Linked DNA regions of Mus musculus: all the other regions are linked to region 1. Evidence: chromatin contacts called from public ChIA-PET and HiChIP or PLAC-seq data. All regions are on one chromosome and are shown on one strand. The core of a region is the stretch at or near the end of the contact, and the rest is flanking DNA. Distances in the headings are between cores, read along the strand shown. Region 1 overlaps Ppil4 (peptidylprolyl isomerase (cyclophilin)-like 4). Region 2 has its middle 3.8 kb from the start of Gm30820. Region 3 has its middle 58 kb from the start of Gm30820.

Region 1 (4,555 bases), core at 343-2,842:
TTAGCACCCTCAAGCTGCTACCGTGTGCTGCAGCATCATTGTCATGCGGAGGCTGTGGACACAGGCTCCCAAACAGAGCAAGTGTCGAGATGAGACATCACGTTATTTCCTGTGAGCATGCGAGGGGGTAAGGCAATGAATCTGTGCCTTTGGTTTGTGAATAGTAGATGATTATCAATGTAACAGTGAAACAACCCTTCTGAAGGTAAAGATATCTGCCGTCCAATGAGATTACAGTAAGACAAGGCTCCACTGCATGCCGTGTGTATGAAGATGAGTTGCACAGGGCGACTGCCCCCAAGACAGTATGAGAAGTGGCCCACTATGGGACTAGAGACCACGTTAACTAGGGAGCTCTACTAATCCTGCTCCCAGTGTATCAAAGTCTCGCCCAAACCACACCCATCTGTAGCCACTCCAGACCCTTGAACTGCTGGCCTTCGTCAATGAGTGATCGTGGAGCAGAGACCATAGACTTTTTGTGATTTTTATTATTATTATTATTGATGGAAGGCCCATTCTATGTCTCAAATCCAGACTTCTGCACCTACTCTGGGAAAGTAACTTGGATTAAATCTGGTTTGGGGTTGCACGAGGCGCGAATATGGAATGAGTTATGTTCAAAGCAATGGGGGCTGTGGAACCAGCCTGTTGCAGAACCCACTTTCCTTGGCTACACTCTACCACTTTCCTCCTTAGGAATGTGCTCAGCTTCTCTACCGCCTAAGAATCAAATGCAGGCTTTCTGGATTTGCTTCCCGCTCCCTCCTGTCTGTGGGCCCTTCCTTTCTCTTTATAATCCTCTGCTTTGGTCAGCCCATCACCACGTGTTCCCATAGTTTTCTGCTCCTACATCTGGCACCGACCTTTTTGTTTCTGAATCAAGCTTCCCAACTGGAAAGCCAAGCCTCTCCACCACACCAAGGAAACAGTACAAAGCAAAACTGTTTTCAGGAACCAGGGGTCACTGTGGTAGAGTTCTAGAATTCTAGCCGCATCCCCCAACTTCTCTTTTTATACACACTATTGCTAATATGTTACTGTGTGGGTCAGCTTCCCAGCAATCCAAAGGGAATACCATCAACACAGGTTTTAAAAAAATCATTGAGTTGGCTGAGCAGTGGCACACACCTTTAATCCCAGAACAACTCAAGAAGGCAGAGGCTGGCTGATCTTTGTATTCAAGGCCAGCCTGGTCTACTGAGCAAGTTCTGGGACAGCCAGAAAAACCCTATCTCAAAAAAAAAAAAAAAAAAAAAAAATCACATATATTTAGTGTGTGCTTGCAGACGTCACGGGGCACATGTAGAACCCAAGGGTCAAATCCAAGCTTGGTGACATGCGTCTTTACTGGATGAGGTGCTTGGCAGCCCTCACAATACCATTTTTAAACTGCACAATGAAAACACTCAACAGCTCACCCGTCTGCCTGCTCAAACGAACAAGGAATAGAGGAGGCGAAATGTAAGACTGCTAACTCTTAGCATTACTCATATTTCCCAGACCTGGGTGGGTTATAAACACGTAGGAATAAAGACCAGCAAGAATAACTGGTGTTATTTGCTTTGACACAGAGTCCGTTTTGAAAAGAAGGGGATCTCCACATGATCACTTAACAGGAAACAACCTTCTCTCAAGTTTCCCATCAAAGCATAGTCTCCTAGCAACAGCCACTTAAAGGTGAAGCTTCTGAGATTTCGATTTTACTATCTGTTATGTATTCTCTGTGACTCAACCTTCCAGGTATGAAATGTCAAACTTAGATTAAATTTCCACTGACCAAAATTCAGTTTATTAAAGGAACTGGTCCAACTGCTGAGACAACACGGAGGTTCTCACTCAGCCTCTCAGCCTACTAAAGAACTATTAAGAGTGCTGGCCAAAGTCTTTGAAAATTCAACTGGTAAAAGATTAACACCCTAGCCGGGTGGTGGTGGTACCCGCCTTTAGTCCCAGCACTGGGGGGGGGGGGGGGGGCAGAGGCAGGCAGATTTCTGAGTTCGAGGCCAGCCTGGTCTACAAAGTGAGTTCCAGGACAGCCAGGGCTATACAGAGAATCCCTGTCTCAGAAAACAAACAAACAAACAAACAAACAAACAAAAAGATTAACAGCCTAAACTGAAGCTGTATTAATGAGCAATCTGGGGTTTGAAGTAACTACTTTAATGCAAAATGTACTTGCTGTTGTTTTTTGTTTTTTGTTTTTTTTTTTTTCCCAAAAGCCAATGGAAAATCACCGAAAGCTGGTTTCATCTAGTACAGTGGGAGGTAGAAGATTCTCCTTTCAATGGCAGCACCTAAGAGGGAAAGGTGGGGCTCACCTAAACCCTGAAGCCAAATCTGAGACAGAAATTATGGGGCACTTCACCTAGATATACGCAGTAGTAATTCAGATTACTGCCCCATATCTCATCAAGACACATAACCAGGTTATGACTAAAATTATAATTAAAATCACCTAGTGAGACTGGGCATAGTAGTGCATACTCTTAATCCAGCATTTGGAAGGCAGAGACAGGCAGATCTCTAGGAGTTCAAGGCCAAGGCCTGGACTACATAGTGAGTTCCAGGCCACCAAGGCTACACAGTCTCAAAAACAAAGAATGGAAGTCCGCTGGTAGAGGGCTTGTTTAGCAGTCCTTAAAACCACATAATACAGGCGTGGTGGTACACATTTATAACTCCAGATCTCTGCAAATTTGGACAGGAGGTCCAGAAGTTCAACCTCATACTCGGCTAGGTTTGAGGTCAGGCTGGGTTACAAATAACCCCATTAAAGTAAAACAATAAAATAAAAACAATAAAACTAAACAAAAAAAAAGGGGGGGGGGGAAACCACCTGGTTAAAACAACAGCTTCAGCCAGGCATGGTGGCGCACACCTTTAATCCCAGCACTCGGGAGGCAGAGGCAGGCAGATTTCTGAGTTTGAGGCCAGCCTGGTCTACAAAGTGAGTTCCAGGATAGCCAGGGCTACACAGAGAAACCCTGTCTTGAAAATCAAAAAAACAAAACAAAAACAAACAAACAAAACAAAACAAAAAACAAAAAAACCCCACAGCTTCTCAAAAGAAATCCTCATATATTGTCTTTGGGAATGTGAATTATTATAGCCATTATGGAAAACAGTAGAGATATTTTGGGGGACAAACTTTGAAGATGTACTACTATGATCCAGCAGTGTAAAGGGTTTGTTTGCAAACTGCAGAGCTGCCTGTGCTTCCAGCTGAGACACAAAATACACACACTCGCCTAATAACAACAGAGAGAACACATGCCATCTAGACACACAGGATACTCTTTATCCTTTAGGAAGGAAAGGCATTTGCAACATGGGTGAACCTGGACAACATTAATACTGAGTGATATAAGCAGGCACAGAAACACAAATTCTATGTGACCTCATTTTTATGGGAGTCTACAAAAGTCCAACTCAAGAATGAAATGACATCGGACTCCAGGGCAGTGGTTCTCAACCTGTGGGTCGCAACCCCTCTGGGGGCCAAATGACCTCTTCATAGGGGTTGCCTAAGACTACTGGAAAACACAGATACTTACAATTCATAATAGCACCAAGATTACAGTTAGAAAGAAGGAATGAAATAATTTTATGGCTGGGGGTCACCACGACAGGAACTGAAGGGCTGCAGCCTTAGGAAGATTGAGAAGCACTGCCCTCAGGCACAGTGAAGAATAAAGGAGATTTGGGTCAGAGTAGATGGTTTTACTAAGTGAACGGAAGAAATGTCTGGAAAGTATTGGAGGGAGTGCAAGCTACAGTTAATAATAATGAATAGATTTCAAAAATCCCTGAGAGCAAACTTTGGCCAAAAGAAAGAAAAAAGTAAGCTGATATGTCTGCAAATGGATTTACTTGTTCCAGAATATTAACATATAGCAAACATATTACACTCCCATAAGCATATAGTTACTGTCAAATACATAGGAAAAATAAAACGGTTTCTTATCATTTGGAATCAAGGATATGTTTTCCTTGAAACGCTTGGTGCATACATTTTCCTATTTCAATACTCCAGAGCTCTTAAATCGAGTCTCCGCAGTCAGTGGATGACTTCTCGTTGCTTCCAGCCTGTCCCTGCTCATTCTTCTAGACCATGTTTTAGGTTCATCTGTGTGAGCAACACCTACCGTTCTGTATGCAGAACAGCTGTGTATTCGGGTGTGTGTGTGCCTGCACGCACGAGTTTGTACAGTATGTGGAGGCAAGAGGTCAGTGCCGAGTGTCTTCCTCGGTCACTCGAACTGCCTGGAGCTTCCCCCGCTCCTGTCTCCCCAGTACTGGATTATTAGTCGCATGCACTGGGTATGTGGTGAGGATCTGAACTCAGTCCTGTGCTGATGAGGAAACACTGTACCCACTGAGCCATCTCCCTAGAAAAGATGCTAGCTCCTGATATAGTTAAGCCTTTTCTATTGGTAGTCAAAACTATGTACAATAATGGAGCAAATGTGCTCTGAGCTGTATGGTAGACTAACTACTCTTGTGGCTACCCCTGACCCCATACAATTCACATACCAGGTAAATTACAGCAACC
Region 2 (4,223 bases), core at 334-2,833, 150 kb before region 1:
AGAAAAAACCCACACACAGAGAAGTATAAGAATACGGTTTTGTTTTGATCCCAGGTGTGGGATATCGGGCTGCTTCAGATTCTTCATAGAAGCTGACTATGACTTGCCTCATGCTCCAGCAGGGGCGTGATTTCCAGCTGCAGATGGTTCCAGTAACTGTGTGACATTTGGAATTCTCGGCACTTTCAGAGGGTATATAGATGTTAGGGGCCTTCGAGAGGTCTGGATGGTTGTTGGTCATCCAGGGAGGTTGGTTGTGGTCAGTAGTGGTGCTCAAAGAAGAAACAATAAGAAAGAAAATAGGTTCAGGATCTATCTCTCCTCTCTATCCTTCTTTTTCTCCTATCTAGTGATGGGGGTGAAACCAGGGGGATAAAGGGTGAGAAAAAGAGGAAAGTAGCTAAGACCGGCTATAGAAGGCTGTGAGAGAAGATGTTTCAGCCTCTTTCTGAGGCTTGCAGGTGGCTGCCTCCTCCCTGACTTTGTGTGATCTCCCTTTGGTGTCTGTTTATATTCCAATTTGTTCATTTTTTAAATGTATGTTGCTTTAGCTAGCTGTGCATGCATGCACTATGGCTTATATGTGGAGTCAGAGGACAGTTTTCGAAAGTGAGTTCTCTCTTCACTGTATGGATTCTGAAGATCAAATGCAGGTACTCCATACTATCAGCAAGCACCCTTCCCCAACTGGGGCATCTCCACAGCCCCCTTTAACTTACAAGGGCAGAGGGACAGTGGTCATATCAGATTAGGATTGGTCTTAACAACCTCATGATAACGTTACCTCTTAAAAGACCTATAATAGCTAATTTCAATTTTCTAGTTGAGATCTTAAGTCCACTGGAAGACGGACCTGTGGGAATGGGGGATAATCTTAATTAGGTTAACTAACTTTAGGAAGATGGCCTATTGTGGGTTCAGCCATTCCCTGGGCTGGGATTCAAGATTGTGTATAAAGAGGAAACGTGAGCACAAACATCCATCTCTGCTTCCTAATTGTAGATATGATGCTGAAAACTGCATCAAGCAAGTCACTTTCCTGTCTCAATTTCCCTGTCATGAGGGACCCTTGAGCCAAAAAAAAAAAAAAAAAAAAAAAAAAACCAGACCAAGGTCATCAGACTGTTAAATAATTGACAGAGTCCAGAATTCCACACTTCCTGGATCAACCAGAACTATAACCAAAAAAAAAAAAAAAAAAAAAAAAAAAAAAAAAAATCCTATCTTCTTCTTTTTAATGTTTTATTCGAGGTATGTTAATTATATATAATTATGGGCTTCATTAAAAGTGTATACCATATACAATGCATTCTCATCATCTATTTTCATTTGCCAAATTCCAAACTGTCAAAAAAGTTTTAAGGAGAACCCTTATGAAAGTAGGTTTTCAAAATTCTAAGCCTACAATTGCATCGCTCTACTCCTCAGCCTCTGGTAGCAGTATAGGAAAGGCACATGCAAGATGGTGACAGCAAGGAAGCAAACTAGACAACAACCGGTTATCACAGCCAGCTGTGGTGAGAGCTGACTGGATTCCACCAGAACCACATTAACCCCACTGAAGGCAGCTGGCACAATAACCTCAATAGTACTTCCTCCTAGGCCCCACTTCTCAATGCTTCTGTACCTTGATACTGCCACACAGAGGACCAACCCCCACCCGTGCACACGTGCTCGCTGAGGGACAAGCCCCATGCAAACATACCAATAATTATCGTCACAGTTATTCTGATGGTTTGGAGTCGCGTGGGTCGTTGTGATAAGCTGTAGGTCTTGCGTGCGCCGGACTGGCCAGCAGTAACGACGCTGCAACAGGATCCTTCTGCAACAGGATCCTTCTGCACACGTTTATTAGGAGAGCTTGATTGCAGAGGCGAAGAGACCCCGAGCCCAGAACTGGTGCTGCTTATATAGGCCTAGGAGAGGCGTGTCTCACACCCGGATTGGTTATGCACTAAGCCTCATTTGCATGTTCCTCATCTGATTGGCTACTCTCTCTCTCTGTACCTCACAGAGCCTCATTATCAAACCTCATTTGCATGTCTCACATCTGATTGGTTATACTCTCAAAGCCTCATTATCATGCCCGGGCCAGGCAGTGTCTTTGCAAAAAACTTTACTGCATATGTACACATTGGTTGTTTGTCCAAACTTATGTGTGGTGGCCAGCAGTAGTCAGCGCTACTCTGCAACGGCACATGTGGCTTCCCACATGTGGGAACACATTTTTCTCTGGGGTAAAACATGCAATGTTAAAGGTAGAAAGATGTCATTTTAAATCAAGAATGCAGTACATGCCAGGCATGGTGATGCACACCTTTAATCCCAACACTCAGGAAACAGAGGCAGGTGGCTCTTTGCAAATTTGCAGCCAGCCTGGTCTACATGGTGAGTTCCAGGCTGGAGCTACACAGTGAGATTCTGCCTCAACGAAACAAAAAGGCAGCATCAGCAGAAGAATTTACTATTTACTACCCTCGCGTGATCTCAAATCAGTTACCTGGTCTCTTTGATTTATTTATGAATTAGGAAGCAAGAGTTTCCTGTTTTTCTCTAAGAAATAATTAAAATATTGAAGATGTTTTAGGTCACATAGAAATGTTCATTTTTCTTATTTTAGGAGCAAATAACATAAACTCATTTTCTCCCGATAAAATTTCTTAAATTGTAAAATAATCCCAGCTATAGGGGTTAATTCCATAACTGTCTAAGTGCATTCCACCCGCCCCTGCTGTTTTTTACTTTATTATCAATCAACACTTCCCGCTGGGGATTGGATTAAATCTTCTCTCTCATGCCAAATGAGGACGGGGCTTATGTTTGTTCTTTAACTGTACAATTGTTAACATTTTTCCATATCTCATATTTAACAGAAAATGAAAGGCATTGGGGTGGAGGTGGGGAAACTATGTCAAGAATCTGACTTCAGTGAAAATATTTCATCTGAGTGTCTAGCCCTGGATTGAAATATCTGATGCTGGTCAAAAGGCTCTAACAATTATCTTAGTGTATATTGGTGAGCTCCAGCTTACCAGCTCACAGAGGAAAGCTAAGCCCTAAGAGTGTGTAGGACTCAAGATAATTCTGTTCTTTCCTGCTCTCTGTACTGGATAAAAACGAAGGCTCTGAATGAAGACAGAGTGTTTTTCTTATTATTCTTGGAGACGTTTTGAATCTAGGCACAAATAAATAGAAACCTGGATCTTGCTAAGAGCACAGTTAACTATGGATAGACCTTCTATTTCTAGTGAGCCCAAATAAGAGTCCATCATAAAATGCCTATTTATTATTGAATTTTAAGCTCATACAAGGTATATGTGATTCCGGGGACTAAAATGTCCTATTTCCCTGGCATAAAAGAAAGAACACACAGATAAGACAAGCTCGTGCAATTTCTGATATGAGATGGTATCACTAGAGTCAGTCCTGACTGTATACTTCAGTCTGCCAATAACCCTGACCTTGAGCAAAACACTTCACTCTCTATGCAGGTAAAATAAGAGAACTTAATGAAAAAGCGCCTAAATTCTCCCCTAGCTGTGAAATCAAATGGTTCTGTGAGTTGTTTTAAAATTCAACATAACCCTATAAGAAGTTCACTGGGATCACTCTCTTTCCTTCAGTCTTTTCCGACCAAATGTTTGTCCTTGAGACTGGCTTGAGTTTGACACAGCAGAGTTTTGTTTTGTAGTTTGTTGTTTGTTGTTTGCTTGAGTTTGTTTTCCAGGCTTGGCTCTGGAACCATCTTTTGCCTGCCACCACCACCACTCTCTGGTATGGTTAAAAATCAGATCCAATGTTAGTGTGTGGGAATAGTCGCAGAAGAGGCAATGGCAGGAACGAATGAGCTTGGAGAGAGCAGAGCAAGACATACTCCAAATCCTTAGCTTCAGGGACCAAGTCATAGAAGTAAACTCTGTGAGCATCCACTTCTATGTTTGCTAGGCCCAGGCATACTCTGACAAGAGACAGCTATATCAGGGTCATGCATCAAAAGATGGCCTAGTCGGCCATCACTGGAAAGAGAGGCCCATTGGACACGCAAACTTTATATGCCCCAGTACAGGGGAACGCCAGGGCCATAAAAGGGGAGTGGGTGGGTAGGGGAGAGGGGGTGGGTGGCTATGGGGGACTTTTGGTATAGCATTGCAAATGTAAATGAGCGAAATACCTAATAAAAAATGGAAAAAAAAAAAGAAATGAACCCCCCCAAAAAAAAAAAA
Region 3 (4,274 bases), core at 1,706-4,205, 210 kb before region 1:
CCTGAGCATCATAGGCCCGGCAGCCATAACCATCCTGAAGCCCTACGCACGGCTCAGTCTCCACTTCCTCACAGATTGAAGATTGGCTCTTAGGAATCTATAAGTCTTTGCTATTTTCCCCAGGTTAAAAAAAAATAGCATTTCATCCTAACTGAATTTTCTTCAGAAAGCAGAGATCAAGGTAGACAGGCAGATCTTTAAACCCTTTTAGCCCTACCACAGAACAATGTCTATTTGCTCATTTAACACCATATTTTTAAAGACATTAAGTGTAAATAAATAAATAAATAAACACTTGTAGACACTTGTATTTTCCTAACAGCAATATCAGAGTAACTTATTTTAGTCACTGGGTCCCAAGAAGCTACTGTTTCACACAGCAAAAGATTAACCAGGAAGCACTACACATTCCCCACTCCAGACGTATGTAGCACACAAATTGACACAACATTTAAAATGGAAACGTGTTGGAGAAATGGATCAATAGAATGATGAATACACCAAGGGTATTTAGCTAATTTTTACAGGTGTTGCTGCTTTTCAAACAAGATTATTTCAAACTCAACTGAAAAGGAGAATGTAGATACTCCCCCCACAGGAAAGTGTAGATCCTTCCCTTCCTGAGGAACATGGATTCATTGGCAATCTTTGGTAGTGGGACTAGAAACTTTTTTTTTTCTTGCTGTGCTATCTCAATAACAGAAAGTAGAAATAATAGGCAAATTCCTATATTTTTTCTGCAGGTACTTAGAGGATTATGGACGTCAGTTGTGGTATTCATATCTAAGATATCCATTTTCAATTTCATTCCTTTCTTGGCTTCAGAAAACTCTGACCCCTAACTTTACAATTCACCATGTTTTGTATACATATAAAGAGCATGGCTTGCTTGTGCAGAGTTTGGATCCTTATCCCAAGCTGTAAGCAAGTCTGAGAAAACCAAAACACTTGATACAGGCTTCCAGAGAAAGAGCATCATGTTACCTCCAACTTGCCGACAGGGCACATTCCCATGATGCCAGGCCACTGGTCAGGGCCAGAGGGGAGCCAAGGCACTTCAGGGCATTCCTTCAAGGGACCTGTTTCTTACGTCATGTCACTGGAGGTAAGGCTGTCTTGCAGCTGGCCTTTCCCCTTTCAGGAAGCTCTAACTGTCCTCATTTACAGTTGCTCTGGGGAGCCTTTCCCAGATGATGGGGGGAAGGCACAACCATTCTTTCTAAAAGCCAAGACAACTTGCTGAGACAAAATGTTTTCTCATTGTGGAATTTAAAGTAACCAGTGGGGTGGCAAAGGAAGTCTGGAAAGCTCTTATTACTGGGTGGGTACATGAAGACCTTCTGAATTAGTTTCTTCATTTTGTGTGTGATTTCAACTTCTCTTAATGTCTTTAAGATTCTGCTAGGATACTTGAAGAAGGGAGCTTCATAGCCCTGGAGGGAGAATAAGATGACACTAACTCAGTCATAGGAATAGAAAAAGCCAATTGGTACCTGTCCCTCCCTGATCTGATCAGCACAGCCATCGAGCTCGGTGCGCCAACTCAGATAAAACAGCTGCAAAAATAGAAGTGGCTCAGCCTTGAAACCCAAGGCAAATAATAATTGGAAATTTAAAAACAAAGTTGTGAACCAAATCCATGTGTTCCTCAGTCCTAATAACAGCTTTTCATTTGAATTATGCATCAGTGTGAACATTTGAATTACAAATGTACGAATTATTCATTATTTTCGATGTGACTAAGTAGTCTGGCCTCACGTTGAAAGCCAGTGCTAAGCTTTCCTGGGTTCTGGATGACAAGGACAGGGCGGGCACCTGGAGACCCTGAAAGGGCTGGTTGCCCTTCAGAGTGCCAGTGTATAGAAAACACAGGGATCAGTGTACTATACAGGGTCCTGGGTTCTGACCTCTTCACACCCAGAGACGTCCCGGTGTCTCCTGGCTCAGCAGCCTGTAACAGCTGCTACCCACTGGCACCACCTACATTTTAAACCAGCTGGAGACAGAGTTCTACGTGATAAGCCTGTTACATTTGCAGAGTAAGCAGGAACATCTAATGGTTGGGCCCCCTAATGACTCAGGGACCAGGCTCTGACCAGCCATAGCAAAGCAGGGGGAAAAATAATTAAAAGGGCCTTTGTCAAACTCCCTCTAAATCAGTTTTTTTTAATGTGCTCAATTTAGGAGTCCCTAAGTGCCCATTCAACTGCAGTGGCCTCTAAGAACCATAGAAACCCCTGGGATAGCCATGGCCAATTAGTGAAACAGAAGTGTGTGTGTGTGTGTGTGTGTGTGTGTGTGTGTGTGTGTGTGTGTGTGTGTTTGCACTGTGTGTACTTTGCATGCATTCATGTGTTTAAAGAACCAGCACAGATGTTATATTATACTGAATGAGCCCCCATGAGAGAAGGACATATTGAACCCCAAATAGAATCATTCTTCTATTGTTTGGGAGACCGACCGTCAGAGTGACGGCAGCAAAGAGCGGCCCTGGTGATAAAAATAGACAAGGCTAGTACATGGGGGCCTTTAACAGATGAAACTTACAGAAATCCATAGGGAAAATCGGCAAGGCAGCTGCCTGAAACCTAAGGGTAGGCATCGTAAGGGACGGGAGGTGAGTAAAGAGACAGATAAAAAAGAGAAAGTGGCAAAGATGCCAAAACCAAAGAGGGAAGAAAAATACACGGTGTCAGAAACCAAATGAAGGAATAAGGGTGAAACTGTCAACTGTGCAAAGTGAAACCCTGCCCTGCCGTGCTTCAGCTAACAAAGAAAATGTGTGCTTTGTGCACATACTAGCAAGTCTTTAAAGACGGTGGTGGTGGTGGTGGTGGTGGTGGTGGTGGTGGTGGTGTGTGTGTGTGTGTGTGTGTGTGTGTGTGTGTGTGTGTGTGCTGGCAACGAGAAGCTTTTCCTACACCAGACCACACCAGATGCCTTTCCCCTGTCACCTCCCTTTGCTGAGTGAGGCAGTCATCCCCCGGAGAGGAGAAGGGTTGTTTAGTACCTGGGGGACTCTGTGAGCCACATCAATGCTGAAGGACTTTGCTCCATGACAGAAACTGAAGCCCCTACAGTGCCTGGCAGGGCATAGAGAGCCTGGCTGTGTGAAGCTCAGTAGGAAAAGCAATTTGGGGGATTTGATGGAAACTATAGATGGGCCTGCAAGGAGGGCCCTTTCCTCCCTCCCCTACTTGGGAAGATTCTGCTCTCAACCCCTGTCAACTCTAATCCCAAATGCCATCCTTATAAGGGACCTGCAATGTCAGATCAGCACCTTATTCATTTTTTAAAGCTATTAGGTTGTTTTATTTACTCTTTTAGTGGTCAAGCTATTGGATCCCAAGCTTTAAATCTCTCCAGTTCTAGTTACAATTGTTTAAAACACTGGCTAGTTGTAATCTATGGAAATACCTCTCCAATAAATGGGTAAAAACTTAGAATAACCAAAGAGGGGAGAAGGAGAGAGAGAGAGAGAGAGAGAGAGAGAGAGAGAGAGAGAGAGAGAGAGAGAGAGAGAGAGAGAGAGAAGAAGAAGAAGAAGAAGAAGAAGAAGAAGAAGAAGAAGAAGAAGGAGGGAGGGAGGGAGGGAGGGAGGGAAAGGGAAGGAAGGAAGGAAGGAAGGAAAGAAGGAAGGAAGGAAGGAAGGAAGGAAGGAAGGAAGGAAGGAAGGAAGGAAGGAAGGAAGGAAGGCAGGCAGGCAGGCAGGCAGGCAGGCTTGGCTCCAAGTTCAGTTGAATGCCCAAAGGTTCAAGTTTGGCTGAATAGACTTTGTGTAATGAAATCCCAGCTTTCCTGTCTGCTCCTCCAGGCTAAACACATCCTGGACGAGACTGATGAAATTAATTAAACAATGCAAGAATCTTATAGTCGGCTGTGTTACTTAGGATTACCTGTTAATAAGAAACAATGGGAACCAGAGAGCTAGCTTGGTCAATAAAGTAGTGCCTTTTGAGCATAAGAACTTGAATTTGAGCCGCAGAACCCATGTAAGAGAGCCAAAGTGAGGCTTATGTGTAATCCCAGTGCTGGGCAGAAGAAGACAAGAGAATCCCTGGGGCTCACTAGCCAGTCTGTCTTGCCTAATTGGTTCCCAGTGAGATATTCTTAAAGGAGTAGATGATAGTCCTGAGGATAACACACATGTACCGGCACACACACACACACCCAAAGCAACAATCCTCCAAAATTCAGTAGCCCTCCAGCTTCACCCTGCATGAAGAGTTGACTTTTCACTGACCTTCCAGTATGCAGCATGGGCTCCATCACTG

The links. ChIA-PET counts read pairs in DNA pulled down with a chosen protein or histone mark. HiChIP or PLAC-seq counts read pairs in DNA pulled down with a chosen protein or histone mark.
Region 2: a contact with region 1 is called in a BATF HiChIP or PLAC-seq map of CD8 T cells, with 7 read pairs. The contact joins two enhancer-like sites. A contact is called at or near these places in 3 of 39 promoter capture datasets (the 3T3-L1 cell line, neutrophils and stem cell-derived epiblast-like cells), 1 of 115 datasets of contacts at active chromatin or transcription factors (CD8 T cells) and 3 of 9 other capture datasets (adipose tissue, liver and pancreatic islet).
Region 3: an RNA polymerase II ChIA-PET map of memory CD8 T cells shows a contact between it and region 1, with 37 read pairs. The contact joins two enhancer-like sites. A contact is called at or near these places in 6 of 39 promoter capture datasets (the 3T3-L1 cell line, 3T3-L1-derived adipocytes, the C10 cell line and 3 more), 2 of 115 datasets of contacts at active chromatin or transcription factors (memory CD8 T cells and microglia) and 2 of 9 other capture datasets (adipose tissue and embryonic stem cells).

Annotation. Positions count from the first base shown.
Region 1 is chr10:7,821,863-7,826,417 of GRCm38.p6, reverse strand. It overlaps Ppil4 (peptidylprolyl isomerase (cyclophilin)-like 4), which reads right to left. Exons shown (of 13, transcript NM_026141.3): 13 at 3,855-4,555. Among named protein-coding and RNA genes, the nearest start is that of Zc3h12d, 8.3 kb to the left of the region's middle. Within about 2 kb of position 1,592, at least 47 of the 459 cell types and tissues checked have an H3K27ac peak or open chromatin away from gene starts, as enhancers often do. A contact at or near this core is called in CD8 T cells and memory CD8 T cells, where this site is marked.
Region 2 is chr10:7,974,016-7,978,238 of GRCm38.p6, reverse strand. No RefSeq gene overlaps it. Among named protein-coding and RNA genes, the nearest start is that of Gm30820, 3.8 kb to the left of the region's middle. Within about 2 kb of position 1,583, at least 34 of the 459 cell types and tissues checked have an H3K27ac peak or open chromatin away from gene starts, as enhancers often do. A contact at or near this core is called in CD8 T cells, where this site is marked.
Region 3 is chr10:8,036,177-8,040,450 of GRCm38.p6, reverse strand. No RefSeq gene overlaps it. Among named protein-coding and RNA genes, the nearest start is that of Gm30820, 58 kb to the right of the region's middle. Within about 2 kb of position 2,955, at least 62 of the 459 cell types and tissues checked have an H3K27ac peak or open chromatin away from gene starts, as enhancers often do. A contact at or near this core is called in memory CD8 T cells, where this site is marked.